2 separate regions of the Anas platyrhynchos genome follow, and region 2 is linked to region 1. A link is a contact called in public Hi-C data. All regions are on one chromosome and are shown on one strand. Each heading gives the region's core, a stretch centred on a gene start, on an enhancer-like site or on the middle of the called end of the contact. The rest is flanking DNA. Distances are from core to core; before and after follow the strand shown. Region 1 has its middle 70 kb from the start of OPA1. Region 2 overlaps LOC140003205.

Evidence for each region. A called contact is a pair of places that touch in the nucleus more often than the background predicts.
Region 2: a contact with region 1 is called in a Hi-C map of small yellow follicle, with 2.1 times the contacts expected there. The contact joins two enhancer-like sites. A contact is called at or near these places in 2 of 8 Hi-C or Micro-C datasets (skeletal muscle and small yellow follicle).

Annotation. Positions count from the first base shown.
Region 1 is chr9:12,496,498-12,502,201 of IASCAAS_PekinDuck_T2T, forward strand. No RefSeq gene overlaps it. Among named protein-coding and RNA genes, the nearest start is that of OPA1, 70 kb to the left of the region's middle. Within about 2 kb of position 3,529, at least 4 of the 8 cell types and tissues checked have an H3K27ac peak or open chromatin away from gene starts, as enhancers often do. A contact at or near this core is called in small yellow follicle, where this site is marked.
Region 2 is chr9:12,560,041-12,566,339 of IASCAAS_PekinDuck_T2T, forward strand. It overlaps LOC140003205, which reads left to right. Exons shown (of 6, transcript XM_072042541.1): 4 at 170-235; 5 at 1,007-1,107. Among named protein-coding and RNA genes, the nearest start is that of HES1, 27 kb to the right of the region's middle. Within about 2 kb of position 2,986, at least 4 of the 8 cell types and tissues checked have an H3K27ac peak or open chromatin away from gene starts, as enhancers often do. A contact at or near this core is called in small yellow follicle, where this site is marked.

The sequences.
Region 1 (5,704 bases), core at 2,279-4,778:
GATACAATGACTGAGCAACACGGCCATGCATTTGCCCTTCCAGTGCTTACTCACCTGATAATGGTGCTGCCATTCCTTCCTGTTGCTGCTGTTTCAGTTGTACATTTCTCTTCCTCTAAATCTTGAGGGAAAGAACACGTCTAACAAAAGAGCAGTCATGCTGCATCAGACCAGTGGTCCGGGTAGCCCAGTATCCTGTCTCAAACAGTTGCCAGCAGCACATACCTAGGATAGAGTGAAAAACTCTATCTAGGATAGAGCAAGTGAACATGCTGCTCCAGCATAGTCTGCCAGCAACATGTGGCTTGTGAACTTCTTATGCCAGAGTTGCTGTCTATGTATTTAGTATAACATAATTAAGTTTTCTTCTATAGATTTGTCCAGGGCCTTCTTCCAGCAGAAGTAACTTCCCTGGTGTCTTTAACAAAGGACAAAAGTTTGGTTTTGCTTGCATGATCCCTGCATTTGAGTGGCTTTCTGTGGACACCTGGAAGCAATTGTTGGCACGGCTAAAAGAATCTGTCTCAGTCAACAAGAGAAAGTTGTTCATTTATGTACACAAGTCTAGGGCAAACGAGTTATGTGCCCCTGTGCAAAATGACTGGAGTTTTTAAAAAGAAAAATCCTATCAAAACTGTGGCTAGGTCTGGGAGATGCTGACCTTTCACTGATAGGGCAGGTAGGACCAGTTAGTTCTTCCCAGTTAGAAGCTAACTGCACCATTCCTACAGTGCGTTCTTGCAAAGAGACCTTCTTGCTCTGATTTCGCTGCAGCACAAAGACAGACAGACAGACAGATCTGTGTATTTTGTCCATCAGTAAATGTGGGACAGCAGAGATTGATCGGCTGGTGTTCCTGCTCAGCAGGTTCCCCAGGAAATTGGTTTCTGTTTCTTTACATAAGACTTCATTCGGTCTCAGCCAGTTGAGACCCTATTGCAGGCCTAACCACCTACACATCAGAGCTCTTCTTCCTCAGTTCCAGCAGAAGGGCAGGACAAGCACTAACTGTAAATCCACGAGGTGAGAAGAAGGACACCTCCAAAATGTTTTGTTTGCTTTAGTGAGGTTTGTGTAAGGGGTAGGCCAGAGCAATTACCAGCATGCAACAAGATGCCTGCTATGTTCATTGGAGTGTGTTTCTTTACTACGTGTCAATACAAACGTAGAGCCATTTTTCAGAGTTTGCCAATGGCTATAATTGAAAAGGCATGAATTGCCCTCGAGAGATTCCCTGTAGCTCTGCGTTATTATCTGCTGGATGGCAGCTCTATAGGCCATGTATCATTTTTTTCAAATAACCAGTTAATTACTAAATAAAACAACCCAGCTTTCAAGCTGATTAGCCTAGATTAATGACCAGCAGCATGTTTCACTCTCCTCCACAATTTATCATGGAAAAGAACTATGTCTTTAATGATTTAGGTACCTGGTCTATTGAGGCTTGCTCCAATCTGTGCAGCCTCCAATTTGATTTAATTGCTCTTCTTAGTTTGTGACCTGGAAAAAACCAAGTGACAGCTCCCATTAGTGAAGCCCAGCTTGCAACTTGCTTGCACTGTTACAAAGGCTCACTGGGTGTCTTTCTATGCTGACTTCATTAAGAAGATATATAGAGGTCAAGTGTCACTTTGGCACAGAACGAGTACCGTGCCGTTTATCAGCTGAAACAGGTTGAATCAACCTGTGTATTTTATTTAAGTTTATATTCATTCTTTTTTTCCCCTCTTATAGTCTTTAAAAGATGTTTTCAGAAGTTTCTTATTTTCTTTAAACTAAGATTGAATTTACAGACTGGCCTTAAAGGCATTAATTGCAGTTCATTTATTGTTACTTTGGCTTGAAAACTTTGGCATTGCACTCCTCTACAGTTATTCAATGAAAGATCCTTTGTTATGAGGACCTATTCAGAGCCCTTGAGTTTGCTTCCTAATTAATATTAGACTTCCTCACAGTTGTGCTCTGGAGTACAAATGCTCACTTCCCAAGGATGTTGCTGCAAAGGCACATTGAATGCGTCTTTAAGTGCATCCTGAATTACTGACTTGTTATTGGGTAAATCCCTGAAGTCTTCGCTTAGCCAAAATTCCCATTTAAGACAATGGACCTATGGGAGTTGTCTCATCATTAACTGAACTCCAGCAGTTGTCTGGCACTCAGTGAACTAAGTCATGGTCACTGCCCCTGTGAGTTTACCATCTACGTTGGAGACAAAGACTAAACAAGGCTGAGAAGATAATGAGGCAGCATGAGCTGGAACTGGGCTCCTGCGCCCAGTATCGCACTTTGTTCTCTAGGTGTTTGTGAAAGGAGAGGGTGACCACTGGAACAACGCCGGTCACTGTAGTGGTATTAAAGGCAGATTTTGACATGTGCTGTTGCTGACTGGCTCTTTCATTGTGCTTTTCAGCAAAGACCAAGACAGACGAGGTCCATGCTATGGTGCCTCCTCCTATGGGGATTTGTGGCCCTCCTGGCATGGGAGCTGCTGAAAAGGGTTGCTTGACACTGTCTTGTTCTGGGCTTTTCCTTTTGAGGGGAAAGTACTGTCAGGCTGACACTCACTAATGTGTTAAATCTCCGGGGTTAAACTTGCCCGGTGACAAGGCCAAGACATGCCCATCACAGACACTTGGATAAATGTGTGGTACCCGGCAGTCCCTAGCTGCTATCCCCTCCCAACTCCCCGAGACGAGCTCCCCAAGTCACCAAGCAGATTACCTGGGCAAAGCTCTCTTGTGAGTAATAGACATGGTCACCGTGTCAGTAATGTTGGGTCAAGTGACATCCTGCCCATATCAAGGCTGACTCCGTGGTGCTGGTGACCTGTGGGGGCCCGGAGGAGAAGCCTGGAGAACTAAGGGGCACCGACAGGCTGCTGAGGGAGAAGGTTAGGAGAGAACAGGAGCTGTGGTTTGAACCTAAGGAAAGGCGAAGTGGAAGTGGTCGGTGCTTTCACGGGTATGTTATTACCTTGCTGTGGGGTGTAGGCAGGCTTACAAGGCTGCCTCACAGACCAACTCCCCGTCTTATTTTTGGCTATCAAAAGCATAACAGGCCTAGGAGGGGATGGCTGTTACTGCCTAACATACATTCACAGGGAGCTCAGATCTGTGATCTGTTCCTTCCATGCTGCAGGCAAGTGTTACTGGTAATCCTTTTTGCAAGGAGTAGGCTCTTGGGGAACTATGGATGGGATTGATTAGTACTGGTATAAGAATCATTATCAATGCCATGGGAACTGTGCTGTGTACCGTAAAGATTGCTGCCAAACCTACTAGAAGGCCTAAAGCTCTACAGCCCCCTTGATCTACCCTCTGCATAAGCCTTATTACTGCTCTGTCCCACTTGGTGCTGTCCTTCATTAACACGTGAGCTCTCACACTGTCATTGCTGGAGAGGGAACTCATCCCTACACAGAAATCCCTTGCAAAGAAACACATCGTTATTTTGTGTAGTCCTTGCCCCTACTCAGAGTAGGTGCTAGGAAGAACAGCGGAAAACCAGGGCCTGTGTACAGTAACTCCCTGCAAGACAGCCTTGGAGCTGTTTCTGTGCCATTGATAGGTACACGTGTATGCCTCTGCACCCTGTGGCTGCATGACCCTGAGTATAAAACTTAACAACTGAGCAATTGAAGGTCACTGATTTATTTGCTGAGCATGTACATGAAATATGGGGGAAATCTGGTCAAGTTTCCTTGATTTTCACCAATTTTTGTGCCTGCTGATGGAAATCAAAATGTTCCCAAGGTGTGACCCAGGGCAGAAAAGTGTAGGTCTGCTCCCACAACCAGCCCTTGCCCTCAGGGTGTTGGTGCAGGAACCTCCTCAGCAGTTTCCCGTCCCTAGGGCTGTGCACTAGGACAGGGACCTGCGGGAGGGATACCTGCAGCAGTTGCAGAGCATCACTGCTTGTGGCTGTGCCTGACGTGGGTCTTTGTCTTCATCCTGCAACAGTCATGAAGCTTCAGCCCCAGCCTCTCCCCTCACCGTCTCCCCCTGCTTCTCGGAGCTATTTGGCCGCTGTATGAATCCAGCTGTGGGTGAATGCGTGCAGGTGTGAAGCCCGTTCCTAATCCCCTGGCTGTGCACCCGGGTTCCTTTCGTACGCTTTGAACACGTGCCACAGATCTTCGTTCCAGTAGGTAAGACTGCTTCTCATCTGTGCAAGCTGATGGCTTATATATGTTTTTTGGGTTTCCCTAAAGCAGCCTAAAGTCTCCTAATCCTCCCTTTCTGCCTCATATCTCTTGCTGGCTGAGTTTCTGAGCCCTGGTGCCCAGTGATGGCTCACTTCTGTCCCTAGAGAAGGGGGATGGTTGCTTTGGGAGTGAAGCAGCTGCTGCCAGCTGGCAGAAGGGATGTGTGACAGAGCCAGCATGCGTCCCAGCTGCTGGTGTGGGCAGCATTTGGGTGAGGACTGACACAGGGGGTGCACCAGGGCACAAAGTTAGCCAGAGCCACCTCTGTGGCCTGCAAGCAGCTATCGCTGCTGAGCAGTGCAACCCTGTCGAGTGGGAAAGAGGAGAAGGGGAGGTTTCTCCTGTTTCAAACCCTCTCCTGTTACTAATGGGGACATGTCATAGCCATGGGAATAAGGCACGAGGCATTGATTCATTGAGCTTTTCCTTGTAATGCTGTAGATCTTCATTAATGTTCCCAGTTGTGCTTTCTGCTGCTCCCGGTGGGGCCACTTAATGACGTAAAGAGCTTAATAAGGAGAAGCTGTGGTCACAGCTGAGGGGAAGGGTCTGCCTTACTGCTGCCAAGGGTTGTGCTGTTTATCACACGCAGCATCAGCCTCTAAATATTTCTTACCATTGGGACTGAGGGAATCACTTTGCAGAGGTTATCCAGTAAATCTGGCAGGGCAGAAACAGAGACCAAGGTCTTAGGATCATACTGATCTGTAAAAGCATCTGGCAGGATTCCGGATGGGGCTGCTGGCTGTTAGGAACTGTAGCTGTGCATTGTCCACGGAGAAAAAGTCTTAGGAGGCATGCAGCAGAGTTTTCTCCGGGAGTTTTTTTCTGCTTGTTCCATTCTCCTTCCTGAGGGATCCCAGAGCTCCAGGCAAGGAGCTGGCTGCTGGGCCCAGTGCCATGGAGCCAGGGGAGTGAGCAGAGGGAGGAATCCTGCGTGTCTGTGAGAGTAAGTGGCCCCAGAGAGGACACATGGGGACCTGAGCCTGGGAGAACGAGCAGGCACACAGACAGGCAAGAAGGGACAGCAGGGGTCTGTTGGCAGTCCTTTAAATGATAGACATGGGGGGGGGTGACACCAGAACCTGAGTGGGACTGTGATGTGTTTGGGTGATGGGTATGTCTTTGGCTTGACCTACAGAAATTTTGGAGGTTTTGGCCACGCTCTTTGGATCCGTGAATGTGCTGTTATCCCCAGAAGGATGGCTGTACATGTGACTGCCCCGCAGTCACTGCTCTGAAAACTCTTCTTTGTGCAAATCCATGAGGGAAGAAGGGCTGTGTCTGTAGCCATGCAGAGTCATTTGCTTGACCCCTGGTGGAAAAGCATCTTTACTTTCCAGCTGGGCAGGCAGAGCAGCACCAGGCATGTTAGGATAGTTCCAGACCTGGAGGTCTTTACTTCAGCAAGAGCAAGTCATTGCATGAAGGCACAGCTCGGATGCACACATCAGGGTCTTTCCTCTAGGTGTCCACCCAAACGCCCCTCTAGCAGGGTTT
Region 2 (6,299 bases), core at 1,736-4,235, 63 kb after region 1:
AGATTTTTATCTGTAAGGGATCAAAACGTGGTAACTCAGATTTATAGCTAACATTGGAATATCGTCAATGGCTGATTTAGCCTTGTGTTGCAGCGTGACGCATTTTTCAAAGCTATAAATCAAAACAACAGCAAGAAGGCAGGAATTAACTTTTATTTTTCTTTTAAAGGCGCTGAGGTCCCCAGGCAGCTCTTGGACAGGCCAAATACAGCGACTCCCATCAAGGCACCCCCAGGTAGGATGCTGCCCTGGTTAACCCTTACCCCAAAATGCTGCCATCAGTGCACAACCCAGGCATATCCCAACCTGGCTTTCCCCTGGCAGCCTGGTTTGTCCCCAGGGGCAAGCTGTCCCCTAGCATCCTTCCCCCCAGGCCATCACAGGGGCTCCCTCCAGCAACTCAGCCCCCAACAACTGCTGGGGATATAGGGGGGGAACAGCCTGCCCCAGCTCCTTGCTGGCTTTCTGCTGCTTTTCCAGCATGCTGGAGTTACCATGGTTAGTTTTCCACTCTTCCCCTTGACCCCATGCAGATTTCCCTTATGAGTTAGTGTCCTGGAATGCCTCTTTATTAGGTGTCTCGAGAAGTAAAGCTGACCTGATGCCAGTGCCCCCACACTGAGGACTTTATTAGTTTTTTAATTTTCTGTCTGGGTGCTCTCGCTGCCTCAAACTTTCCACAGCTGTGAGGATTTATTAATGAAGGAGACTCGTTTGTGTCCTGCCTCCCCTTCCCCTGCTTCTTAATAAAACCAGAAAGTTTGGGGCACTGGCACGTGGAGGGGCTCAGAAGGGACTTTGTGTCCCCACAAGGACGCGATGCTGCCCACAGAAAGGCCCTTTGTGCTGGCAGGAGGTGGCAGCACGCTGTCCCCGCGGCATCACCCTGTGCCACGCGTGGCTAAGCCCACAAATGCCTCCCCTCTTCCCCGTCACTGCTGCTCCTCAGGGCAAAATATGCTTTTATTTTATTTTTTTTTTAATGGCCTCCTTTCTCCCCAGACAGGCAGCTCCCTGTCCAGGAGGAGCAGAGCCCTGCCGCTGTGCAGGGGATGCTGCTGGAGCCGGGTGGCACGCGGGTCCCCGTCCCTGCAGGGACACGGGCAGGTACAGGGGGAAAAGTGTGGGCCAAATGTTTGGTTATCTGCGTGTTTAGAGGGGGCAAGGAGCAATTTTGGCCCAATTAAGCTCATCAACTGCTGCTGGAAGGAGTGGAGGAGGTAACTGAGCGTCCTGCTCTGGGACACCCAACAAACAGGCACAGGGAAGGGGAGAGGAAGGGAGGAGGAGGAGGCAGGGATGAAGGATGCGGAGAGAGCGGATGTGCTGCACGGGCAGGATGAGCGAGAAGGATGAGCGAGGCTGAAGGAGCAGGGACCCTGCAGTATAAACACGCCACCAGGATGCAGGGGGAGAGGGGATGGACTGTCGAGGCAAGGGGAAAGAGCACCAAATATTTATTTGTCCACAAAACAAGTCTCCATGGCAATGAAGTGCCTCACAACTCATTTCCAAAACAAGCCCGGCCACGCCGTGCTCTGACAGAGCTGCGGGGCGTGGAGGGGCAGGGGGGGTCCTGCTGTGTCCCGGGGCAGGTGCGAGGTGCACAAACCAACAGGGGTTTGGTGGGAAAGGGATGGGAAAAGCTGCAACAGCTCTTGGGCTTTCAGGGCTTTGGGTTATACCTCGGCCTCCACAATGGCAGGGGCAGGATTGAGCCCCTGCATGTGGAAGGTCCGACCCTACACCTCCACGGGAGGAGCTGGCAACGCCGAGCTCCTCAAACATCACCACGAGTAATCTGGCTCTAAACCTGCGGGGCCATAAATCCCATTATTTTGCTGCCAGCTGAACAATTTGTTCCTGTAACAAGGTGCTTTAACCTTGCTTCGTGCTCATTGTTCTGCCCCCTTTGATTTTACTGTAAGTGACTGAATTCACTTTTGGTGCGCTGCCAGCGCCCCATCGATCGCGGCCCCACGAGGATGGCCGAGTGCCCCGGTGCTGCCAGCAGGGCTGCGAGCCCTGCCGAAACCCAAATCCCTTCGGGGACTGCAGGATCCCCCCAGGAACCGGTCGGTGCTTCGAGCTGCTGAGCAGAGCCCAGGCTGAGTGTGCTCCGTGTGGTTTGAGGTTTCGTCTGCAGCGGCTGGGGAGGGTTTTGGTTCCCAGCACCTCTCCCTGAGCGTGCTGGAGGTAACAGGGGCAATAAAACCGCCCCCACAAAACCCACACTTAACCGAACGTTTCCAAGCCCAGCAGCACTGGGGGGACTGATCCTTCTCCTCTTGCTGTCGTTGCCAAAATTCCTATTATCCCCGCTGGCTGCTGGAGCTGACTCCCATTTTCCAGCCTGTAACGCCGCCTGGTTTCTGTCCCTCGGTGCCTGAGGGCTTCTGTCCGTCCCCCCCCAGTAAAGGCAGCCTGGTGAGTTCTGGCTTTGTTCCCCGGAGCCCACCTGCCCTGGAAGCGCAGGGTGACGGCCGGGCTCGTGACCGGGAGGAAGCCGTGGCCCTGCCGCCAGCGAACAATCGGCGGAAACGCGCCCGGCGTCCCGGGGCTGGGGAGGGCGGCGTGAGGATGGGGCAGGGACCCGCCACCCCCGCAGGGGACAGCCCTGTCCCCATCCTGGCTCTGCCCCATGTGTGTGTGCCCCTTCAGAGGGAAAGGGCTGCAGCTCCTGACCCACCTCCTGCTTGGGGAAGGTGGGGGCTTGTGTTGGCACACGCTGCCCGCGATGTGGTCCGCGTGGCACGGTGCAGGGTGTGCGCGGTGCCTGGTGTGCCGCCCGCTGCCTGGCACGCTGGGCGTGTTGCACGCCGCTGGCTGAGCGTGGCACGGAGCCCGGTGCGTGGCGTGCGGCGTGCCAGGCCAGGCGCCCGCTGCGTGGTGTGCAGCCCGCTGACCTCTCGCTGCCTCTGGCCCTGAGCGGGGGCCGGGAAGGGAAGCGCCGCCGGCCCCGCTGCTTTCATCGGGAGATCTGGAGCGCGGGGAGCCTGCCCAGATCCTAATCAGTGTGGGAAAGAAACGGCCGGGCCCGCTCTCGCCGCAGCCTGCTGGAGACGCCTTTTATTTTCATAAACTTTTATCGCAGCCCGCAGCCCCTGATAAACCGCCGTAAATAAGCGCAGGGGAGCGTGGCGCACGGCCAGCAGCCGCTCACGGACGCACGCGCTGCCGGCCGCTCCCGGGGGACGCGCGGTCGCACGCCAGCCGCCCAGGCCTCCTTTCATCCCCCGCCGCGGCGCGGGGACGCCGCATGGCCTTGGGGCCCCGGCTGAGCTGGGGGCTGCTCCCTGTGCTCCCACCCCAGCCCCACAGGGCCCCGGCGGGGCAGGATGTGGCCACGTCCTTCTCCAGGCGGCGAGAAGGGGCCTACATCCCAACAGGAGGCCAAAAGCAGCAGCAGCAGCAGGTCTCCGAGCCTCCCCCAGGGCTGCGCTGCTGTGGAGTTTGAGGATTGTTGGGCTTTGCCACAAATTAGTAGCTTGGGCTGCTTTCTGTTTTCTTCTATTATTTTTTTTTCGCTTTGCTAGAAAAGTTTGGGTTTTGTTTAAAAAAGTTTACATTCTTCTGGGAGCACGGAAAAAACAGGATCTGGGGGGTTGTTTGCACGCTCGTTCCGCAGGCTGACAGAGACAATTTTCCATTTCTGTTTGCAGTTGCTGGGGGTGGAAGCCATCCCTGCGTGTTGGTGGCTGCCCCGGGGCGCCTGGCTCCCCAGCACCCTGCTCCCACTGCAGGCAGGGGCTGGGGGCACGCGTGGGCTTTTCTGTCATTTTGCACAGTGACTTGTGGTGGCCACCCGTGGGGGGCTGTCACCGGGGGTTGGCCAGCCACGTCCACCTCTGGCAGGGACACCCATCGGCACGCCGTCCCCGCTCTCCCCCAGCACTCCTCGCGGCGTTTCACCCCGATCCCCCAGCCTGCCACAATCCCTTTTCTGTCCGCAGCCCCGCAGCCGGGATAAATGCGCTCTCTGTTCCGCCACGCCGGGAGCGCTCGGCAGCGGCTTCCCCACAAGCGAGCCATTGAGAGCAGCTCCCTCAGCGCCGTCACCCGCGGCTCCATGGCCATCCCGGGACCCCCTGCCTGCACCCCCTGCCCGCTGGCAGGGCACGGGCAGAGCCCCCGGGGACACCCATCCCCACCGTACCACACTGGAGGTGGAAATGGGGCCGCCCTGGCGTGTTGGTTCTTGACAAACCCACATCAGATGCTGCTCATCCCTGCACTCGCTTCCAGCTGCCCAGTGTGTGCTGCTGGGTTGTTCACGCAGAGTTTTCCTAGGGGTGCCCTTGGTCCCCGTACTGCTCAAAGCCACACACCTGCCAGCCCTGTACAGCATTTTTTAATATTGACGTTTTTATGCAACATTTTAAAATGCTGAGGGGCTGTTTCTCCTACGGCCATACTCCGTGTGCCTCTGATAGGGGCGTGTTGTGGGGGGACGGAACCCTCCAGCTACTGCAGATGAGAGCTGCTTTATTTTATGGGCTCCCCAGAAGAGCTTTCAGAGACAAACACAGCGACTCTCCGCAACGGTTTCAGCTCTTGGAAGAACACCCGCTCCTTTCAGCAGGGACGTTTTGGTGTCGGGTGTTCCAGCTGCGCTCTGTGCAGTCTTTCACACGAGGACCTCTAGATGCTCTGCTCCTCCTTGTGCAATGCCTTGGCTCTGGGTCTTGGCTCTGCTGAAAGCAGCGGAGTCTGACGGCTCCTTGGGGCTGGGCAGATTGGGTCCCTGGGATAGCTGAGGAAAACATCCAGAGCTTTGGCTGTACGGGGCTGGGAGAGCCCTCAGAGGGCCACTCGGTGGCTGCGTTACTCATCTGGCCAGGCTTCAGCTGGGGAGCTGCTTTGCCATCTGACTTTCAGCCACGCAGCAGCTCTGCCAGCTCTCCAGAGGATGCACGCCTCCAGGGGCCTGAGCCTTCCCCTGGGGTCGCCGTGACACAGTGACACACCAAAAATCAGACACTGGAGTGCCTGGCGTCCTCTAAAAGAGCTGAGGGAGGGGGGTTGTCACCCAGAGCCCTCCTGGGGAGCTGGGCAGCACGAGGGCTGGTCCCCCTGCGGTGACGGTGCTCACTGAGGTCATGTCCATGGCAGGAGCCACCCCCATGTCACCACCCCTGCTCCATGGGCTCCTTCTGGAGGTCTCTGGTCATGAGATGAGCTGAGGCCCATCTCTGGTGTGTCCTGTTCGTCCCACCCAGAGCCTCCAGGGACTCTCCAAACCGTGGTTTTGTGCGCATGACCAAGGAGTGTCCTTGAACCTTCCTCCCTAGGGGTTTTATTCTCTGAGGCACTGGCAACGGGAAAAAGCTCTCTGTGCCCTTCCCCCACCCCAAAGCATCCTTTACAAAAATAAAGTGCCCAAAATAGCCCTAGACAGTGCTTGACATTTGCCAGACAGCTGCTCTGGGGAGCGCTACAAAGGTTATGGATTGCTCCGTGCTTTCCTCCTCCTGCCGCCCCGCTGCCGCCCTGCGTGAGCCTTGGAGCAGGGCCAGCTTCCACGGGAGCTGGGGAGAGGTGGGGACGGGGATGGGGAGGCACAGGGACACCCACGTGTGAGGTGTTGGGAGCCTTGGCTTGGTCGCCCAGGTGGCTGGAGACAGGCAGAGGGGCTGCCCCCATGTCCCCGCCTCACCCCAGGACACCTCACTTGGTGCGGGGTCACAGCCGGAGCGTGCGGCTCCCCAAAATGTGCCGGGTTGGCCCAGGAGCCCTGCAGGAAGGTCAGGGCTCAGAGGAAGATGTAGGAGGCTCCTCGGGACACAGCCTTGAGTCAAGCCATCCGGGGCAGGGCAGGGAGCAAGGAGGGTGCAAGGACATCCCGTGCCAAAACGAGCACCTGGAGCAGGATGGGGCACCACGGGGAGAGGCTGCAGGAAGGAGCTGGCACAGCCAGGCTGGTGATGAGAGGCAAAAGGAGAAGGTCAAGAGGTGATTTAACCACCTGCAAGTCAAGATGGCCTCGTTTGGTGGAGGAACTGAAGTTTTTCAGTGAAACTCACAGAGGCTCCACCGTCTTAATCAAACTGAGAGCTGAGCGGCAGCAAGGCACGACCCGGTTGTTTTAGCTAGCAACCCAATAAATACACACACGTGCTTAAAGCCAAAGAGTCAACAGCCTTTAAATAGGAAAAAAGGATGTACACAGGATGGGAATTTATCACTTAGACAGAACGGGGTCCTTGAGATGCTAAATGTGGTGAAAACTGCTTGGAACCATAAGCGAGGAAGGGGGGCACTGGAGGAGAGCGCGTGAGCCCCCGCAGCCTGGAGCTCAG